2 separate regions of the Rattus norvegicus genome follow, and region 2 is linked to region 1. A link is a contact called in public Hi-C data. All regions are on one chromosome and are shown on one strand. The core of a region is the stretch at or near the end of the contact, and the rest is flanking DNA. Distances in the headings are between cores, read along the strand shown. Region 1 holds the start of Rfxap (regulatory factor X-associated protein). Region 2 holds the start of Ccna1 (cyclin A1).

The links. Hi-C and Micro-C count contacts between places; a contact is called where the count stands out from the background.
Region 2: a Hi-C map of hepatocytes shows a contact between it and region 1, with 2.4 times the contacts expected there. The contact joins the promoter of Ccna1 here to the promoter of Rfxap in region 1. A contact is called at or near these places in 7 of 12 Hi-C or Micro-C datasets (the A7r5 cell line, frontal cortex, hepatocytes and 4 more) and 1 of 1 datasets of contacts at active chromatin or transcription factors (oligodendrocytes).

Annotation. Positions count from the first base shown.
Region 1 is chr2:141,161,027-141,164,635 of GRCr8, reverse strand. It overlaps Rfxap (regulatory factor X-associated protein), which reads left to right and starts at 2,239. Exons shown (of 3, transcript NM_001044263.1): 1 at 2,239-2,805. The coding sequence starts at 2,410.
Region 2 is chr2:141,390,940-141,394,742 of GRCr8, reverse strand. Ccna1 (cyclin A1) reads left to right here and starts at 1,443. Exons shown (of 9, transcript NM_001011949.1): 1 at 1,443-1,691; 2 at 2,460-2,648. The coding sequence starts at 2,484.

The sequences.
Region 1 (3,609 bases), core at 990-3,489:
TTAATACTGTCGTGATTAACCAAAATTTTTTACCATTCTCTTAAGTTGTATTTTTCTGGATCGCAAAGTTCAAGGCCAGCACAGATTCAAAGCACAGATTAATAAATTTATAGCACAGATTCAAAGTTCAAAGCACAGATTAATAAATTTATAGAATGTAAACTGTGCGTGACATAGGGAACTTCAAAAATAAAGCTTCGAAGACCCAAAGGATAGTATTTTCTTGAAATTTTTTTTACCTTTGTATCATTACAAATTTTAAAAACCTTAAGGCAAACCATTGTGAGTTTGAGATAGTCTACCTATATTCATTCAGACTTTAGGGAAAAGCCTAGAGACAATGTATGCCAACTTCATCTCTCCTGAGAAACCGAGCTCAGATTCCTGGGTGTTGTCTGCTACATCGATAAAAAGATCCACAAAAGGCAACTTTCCAGAGACTGGGAGTAGGGTAATGGTTTCCTGGGGCTGGGAGTTGGAGCAGGGACTGCTTTAGAAGAGACAAGGACGCTATAGTGAATGGTATATGCTTTAAGGCTAGTAGTCTAGCTTCAGTGGTAGAACCTGCCAAGCACTCACAAAGCCAGGACTGGATCTCCACTACGGAAAACCAAGGAACCAAAATGTCTTATAAGATTGGTTGTATACCTTTATAAATGGACTGATTCTTTACAATGTATACTTACACTAAGTAAAATTTATGGCTTTGCAAATGAAACTTTAAAAAAACAACAGCTTGGGACTAGAAAGATGGCTCAGTGGTTAAGAGTACTGGTTGCTCTTCCAGAGGTCCTGAGTTCAACACCCAGCAACAACATGGTGGCTCACCACCATCTGTAATGGGCTCTGATGCCCTCTTCTGGTGTTTCTGAAGACAGTGACAGTGTACTCATACATTAATAATAATAATAATAATAATAATAATAATAATAATAATAATAAAGCTTCAAACAAAACTGACAACTAAGACTGAGTTTAAAAGAATAAAAAATACTCAATTCAATATGTTTTTATAATATGAGCATATTTTTGTACACTGGTTCATTCTTGAATAAAGTTCATTTCAGCTTTATAGATTTTAAAAAGAAGACTTAAATTAAACCCCTATTTATAAAAATCAACACAGAATGAATTGAAGACTGAAATATAAGGCCTAAAACTGTGAACCACTAGAAATAAAAATAGGGCAGATGAATGGGCAAAGATCTATTTGTATAAGACACCTCTAAAACATAGGAAGTGGGGCGAAAAAAAACACAAATTGATGGGTATCAAACTAAAAAGCTGTGGCTCAGTAAAAGACCTGAGAATAGGCAATCTCTAGAACGGGAGAAAATATTTGCAAACTACATTTGATGAGTAGTTAGCATCAGAATTATTTAAAGAATTCAAACAAATACAATAAAAATAAGTAAAAAAAATAATAAATACCTAAGAACCCTATTGAAATGGGCGATATAGTTAGTTCACAAAGAAAAGCATACAAAGGCCAACAGGTGTATGGAATGTACATCACTAATCCTAATGTGCAAATCCAAACTACAGTGTTATTCCATCCCAGATGAAACAGTTATTACCGTAAGATATCAAGCCCTGGTGGGGATACGGAGGAAAGGGACCTCTTGTACATTGCTAGTGTGAACGCCAACCTATGCACCCACTATGGAAGTCAGTGGGAAGCTTATGCGGGAAATAAAAACAGAACTGTCATGTAAGCCAACGATCCCATTGTTGGGAATGTCAGAAAAGGCATGCCTGGGTAAGAAAGCTAGCTGAAAGCATGTTCTCACCCGGCTTGACTGGGATGCATGAGTCAAATAAACCATTTCCTCCTTAAGTTGTTTCAAACTCCTCTCAGAAACCTTCCTAATTGACCCAGAGACATTGCAGAAGAGACGTGCTTTGAACCCTTTAGGGAGGGTGGGTTTAGGCAGAAAGTGCCTTCTGGCGGTGCCCAGGTCTCTTTGACAAGCTTCCTGAGTCTCCAGCTCTCCGAAATCGCTCGCCGGCGAGAAGACAGCTGCGCAGGCGCAATCGTTGCTGCTGTCTGTTGTTCCTCCCAGCCTGGAAGCTAGCGGGGTCCTTGGTCTGCCAGCGTTCAGCAATCGTTTGCGGAAAGCCGCGGCGCAGGCGCATTCGGTTCTGTCCTGCACCTGCTCAGCACCGCCCCCCAGCTCTGAAGCGCAGGCGCTCAGACCGCTGTTGCGCACGCGCAGTGCAGTGCGGGCTGCTCGGGTCCCCGGACGTACGGCGGATCGCTTGTGAAGTCCCGTTGTGTTTTTCAAGTGCTGACGGGCCGCGGTGGCGGACCCTGGCTCTGGCGGCATCACGGAGGCGCAAGCTGTGTCCGAGGGCTCCAGGCCGGGCACCACCAGTCCCCGGACGGCCCCTCCCGTGACGGTGCTGGTGATGCGACAGGACGAGGCCGCGGCGGACAGCGCTCTGAGGCCAGGTCTAGCGGGGAGCGAGGCGGCGGCGGACGCCGAGGATGAGGCGGGGGAGGACGACGCCGACCTCCTGGACACATCGGACCCGGCGGGCGGCGGCGAGAGTGCGGCCAGCCCCGAGGAGCTGGAGGACGAGGATGCCGAGGGTGGCGGCGCGGCGCGCAGACGAGGCTCGAAGACCTGCACCTACGAGGGCTGCCGCGAGACCACCAGCCAGGTGGCCAAGCAGCGTAAGCCCTGGATGTGTAAGAAGCACCGCAACAAGATGTACAAGGACAAGTACAAGAAGAAGAAGAGCGACCAGGCACAGGGCTCTGGTGGCCCCGCCGCGGCCAGCACAGGCAATGTCAAACTGGAGGTATGCTCCTCGGGCCCCGGGGCCAGGGGAGGTGGGTGCCACTCCACTGTACACACTCAGGGTCCCCCCGCAAGGGGCTGGGCTCATCCTCTCATTGCCATTGAGCAGACAGTGAGAGCCCCACCCGACACTGGCACTTTGGAGGTGATCTGCACCTCTTGTCAGTAAACCCTTCCCCTTCTCCACCCTGTGGCTTCCTACATACCCTATTTTTAGTTTTCTGTAACTTTTTGACCTTTGTTTTTTGTTGTTTTGGGGGGATTGTTTGTTTGTTTTTCTTAAACCCCGTGGCTCCGAAGAAAAGTTGGATTGGCAGTGGGGTAGTAACTCACAGAGCACTTTGGCGTTACTTGATCCAAGTCAAGCATGGGAAGATAGAAGCCAGTGTGCTTTGCAGTTGGGATTCTGCTGCTGGCTGTGTGGACTTAGGTCCGTTTTCATCTCGCTTAAATCGCCTCCCTCATCTTTTGGCCTTAAAATAAGGCCCAGTTAGTGTTTCTTCGGATTTATTTTGGCTAGATGGAAATTATAATTGGTGTGCATTTCAGCTCAAACCCAGCAAAGTCGGCCTAAATATTAGAGCTGTTTAAAAAACAAAACCAGATCCGTAAAAAGTAGGCAGCCTCCTTACCACAGAAGTTCCTTTTGAAGTTCAGACTGGATAACTATTGCTACGGTAAGTGTCTTTGAGTTTTGTGGTGCTAACATCCTACCTACACAGTGCAAGGCCTGGAGTTGTGAAGACACAGGGTTCTCTACAGTCAAGTCAACTCTAGCATTCCGTGTATTGTGTACGTAAAGGAA
Region 2 (3,803 bases), core at 194-2,693, 230 kb before region 1:
TTTCTGTAGATGTCTTTGTAAACATCTTCCTTAGGTCCCAACTAGGTTCTTAAGCTCCAATCCTGGGAGAATGAAAAGAAGTTTCCTAGAAACAACCACCAAGATCAAAATGAACGCAGAAAGCTCTAGTCTCTAGAACAAAGCTTGTCCCCTCCCAAGCCTCTCTGTCTCTAGTAAGGACTTGCCAGGTTCAGAAGGAGTTAGCTGAGCCCTTCAACAATCACAAGGACAGTTTGCTTTCTTGGAAGATTTCCAGGAAGTCTCATAGGCTGCATGCCTTCACCAGTCAGAGCACCTTGAAAACAAACAAACAAACCTCATCTGGTCCTGGGTGGCTTAGCAGCATCTGTCCCAGCAGCAACCAATATGTTCCTGAACCCCATATGTCATCTTCATATTTGAGGACCGAGAATTAGAGGATGCAACATGTAGAAGTTCAGTCATACCGAACAAGGAGTTTTTTGCACTTCTGCATCCAGTGTGGGTTGGTGGAATGCTTTGCAAAGCCCTCTTCACAAGCCGCTCAATCAGATGGCTTTGAGTCCACACTTTTCTTGGAATCTTCTGCTTCTGGTCGGTTGAGACAGTTCACAGCTGGTAAGCCTCTGGTGAACACATCAATTAATACACTTAGGCAGGCTGATGACCTTTGCTTAAAGTCTTTGGGACTGTTTTGGGAATTTAGGGGTGGATTTTTATTTTTAAGCAAAAGCAGTAACAGAATATTTATGTATCTATGTATATGAAGATATATACATGTATGCATATACACACGTATATATCTGATATATATGCATATATGCATATACATATACATCCGGTGCTCACATATATGTGAGTACATGTATGTGTGTGTATAAATACTTTCATTATTTTTCAAAAGAAGTTAACCAATTATGTAACTCAGTTTGCTGATTGCCTGTCGCCTCCGCAGGTACCAGGGTTTGCAGTATTCAAGATTTGCCTTTTTTAGACCCCTCTTTGTAGTTGAACCCCACCCCCACCCCCAGACTCTCCCTTCACACGTGGCCAGGTCACCGGAGCAGTGACCTCAGCTCAGAATCTCTCCTTATGCCCTCTCAACATCCAAGTCCCAGAGGCTCCCCGCGTTCTTTCCTCTTCCCTGCACCCGTGTGTGCCCAAAGGAAGACCTCTCACGGGTGACTGGGGCACCTCGAGTTACGCTACAGGCTCCAAATCTCTCCCAGCTCCTTTTGCCACAAGCCTGGTGCCTGGCCATCCTGGAAGGCTAAAATGTGGCCCAGCCAGCCGCTGCTCGGGATCGGGAGCCGGGAGGGCAGGCGTCCTGGAGAAGGAGATGGGGAAGGAGAGCGAGCCGCGCCCTCGGGCCGGCCAGGAGGGCGCCACGGCCGCAGCCCGAGGGCCCCGCGTCGCTCTCCCGAGCCAGGGTTCTCGGGAGCGGGCCGCGCAGGAGACGTTAGCGGGAGGGGTTCGTGTCTGTTGGGGGAACCGGTTCCTGGGGAACAGTCCCTTTCAGGGCGGCCACAGTGGTCAGGCCGCCATCCGCCCTCCCTGGTGACGCCGACCAAGGGGCGCGAGTGGCGACGTGCTGTGCGTTGCGGTTCGGTGTGCCTGGCACCCCTGGCTTTGCGGCTCAGGAGCCCCGGGCTGCGCGGTTGGCCGCGCCCCGCAGCGCCCCGGGGGCCGAGCATCAGCGGACAGCGCTGCAGGTGAGCGGTCGCCAGGGCGATGAGGCTTCGGGCGCACGCCCGCCGCGGTTGGCATGGAAGCGGCTCTGCTGGGCTCGGGGTGGCTGCTGATTGGCTGATTCAACAGACGCGGCTGGGTCGAAAGTCCTCAGTGGCGAGCGCACTAGTCAAGGCCGCTGGAGCCGACGCCCCTGGAATCCCTCCACTCCGGGGTCCCCTCCCTCTGCGCACGGCCCCGCCCTCCCCGCCCCGGCCCGGGTGCGCTTGCTAATCGCCCAGAGAAGAACCTGAGAAGCAGGGCCGGCTGTGGGTTCCCAAGCAGGTTTGGGGGACTTACTTCTGGAAAGAAGCACCTGCTTATCGCTTGGGAAGGAGACTCATCTGTCCCCAGTCAGGGATCCTGGATTTAGCCCCAGATCAGGAAGAGGGTGTGGGGGAAGGAGGATCAGGAATCATAGGTTCTGCTTCCCCCTCCCCTAAATTAATGTGGGCAGAGAATCGTGAGTGGCGTTTGGGCAGGCTCTCTCTCTGCAACTTTAAGACTGGGGTCATATTAAAGCCCATTCAACCATTCAACCATTCAACCATTCAACCATTCAACTATTCAACCATTCAACCATTCTGAGTTAGTTGGTTGTTCTGATGCGTGAGCTGTCACTTGGGACCTTAATGTTTGTTGAGAAGTTGTGACCTCTGGGGCTTGGCACTCTTTTTTTTTTTTTTTTCTGCATTTCTGGATCCCCAGGTTGAGAAGTAAACTAACTGTGTCTCCTTCTTTTTCCGGGATAGCAGCAGGCTGTGGCTTGCTAGGCAATGCGTCGCCACAGCTCGAAGAGTGGAGTCGCACTGCCTCCAGTGGGCCAAGGTCCTGATGCTTGTCAGATGCTCACCCGAGCTCAGCTTGGCCAGGATCCCCCACAGAGAACCGTGCTAGGAGTGTTGACTGAAAATGAGCAGTACAGGAGGGCCTGTGGCCAGGTAATGACCCAGGAGCACCAGGAAATACTCTACGGAGAAGGGTTGGCAATATACTTGTGTGTGTGTGTGTGTGTGTGTGTGTGTGTGTGTGTGCGTGTGTGCATGTAACACCAGGAAAGATGCTGCAGAGAAAGAAGCCTTGCTGCGTGTGTGTGTGTGTGTGTGTACAGTCATGCACCCGTGCCTGTGTGTCACAAACGCTGGGAAAGATGCTGTAGATAAAGAAGGCTTTCTGTGATAGTGTACGTGTGCGCACATATGTGCATATGTGTGTGTAGCCTCCCCCATGAAGAACATATGTGTAGGGACTGTTTTGGGTTAAGTGACTCGAGGGCTAGCCAGAAAGAATGCAATTACGCTGTACGATAGCCCTGGAGATGCTCTGGGCCAGAAAGGTGTTCAGGAGGAGCTAGGCCACCACGAAGTAATCAGGGAGAGCTTATGCTGTGCTCCGTGGGCACACTGTGTGTGCCAGGATACACCAGCTTACTTTATAAAATAAAAGTTGCTTCTAGAGCTCACATCTCTACCACTGCAGACCAGGAATGGACACTGGGATAGTTACATACTTGTCTGCTCCAAACCAACTATAGGATTTTTCACTGAAGACAGGAATCCAGACGTTTAAGAGAAGAAATCTGAATCTGCAATGATGGTTTTTTTTTGAGATAGAAAATAAAATCACCCCCACCCCCAGCCTGCTACTAGACATAAGGATGCTTGTACTCCGTATTGCGAGTCTATGGAACCCAGAGCTGGTGCTTACAGGAGTCCAGTCTGGAAGTACCAAGTGTTCTGGTAGAGGCTCCTTTAGAGGCCCCTTATCACTTCCTTCAAGGCCACTGCCTTTTGTAAGGACTTGATCCACTGATGTCAGAGATACCCAAAATGATCCTTTTAATAAGTGACAGGAGTTTAAGTAGAACTTGATTAGCAATGTTCGTTCTTTAAACTTACACCCGAGACCTGAATTTATGAATTGGAACTGGTGTCTGTACTAAAATGACCTTGTTTCATGTTCACACCGGTGCTGCCTGGAGCCACTGCTTGGTGGCCCCTCTACACTCCACCATACACACCCTCTGCTGCCTGATTCCCATTCTTTTTTAAAAAATCTGTTTGCATCTTGGTTTTAAAATAATTTGATTTCCGTAT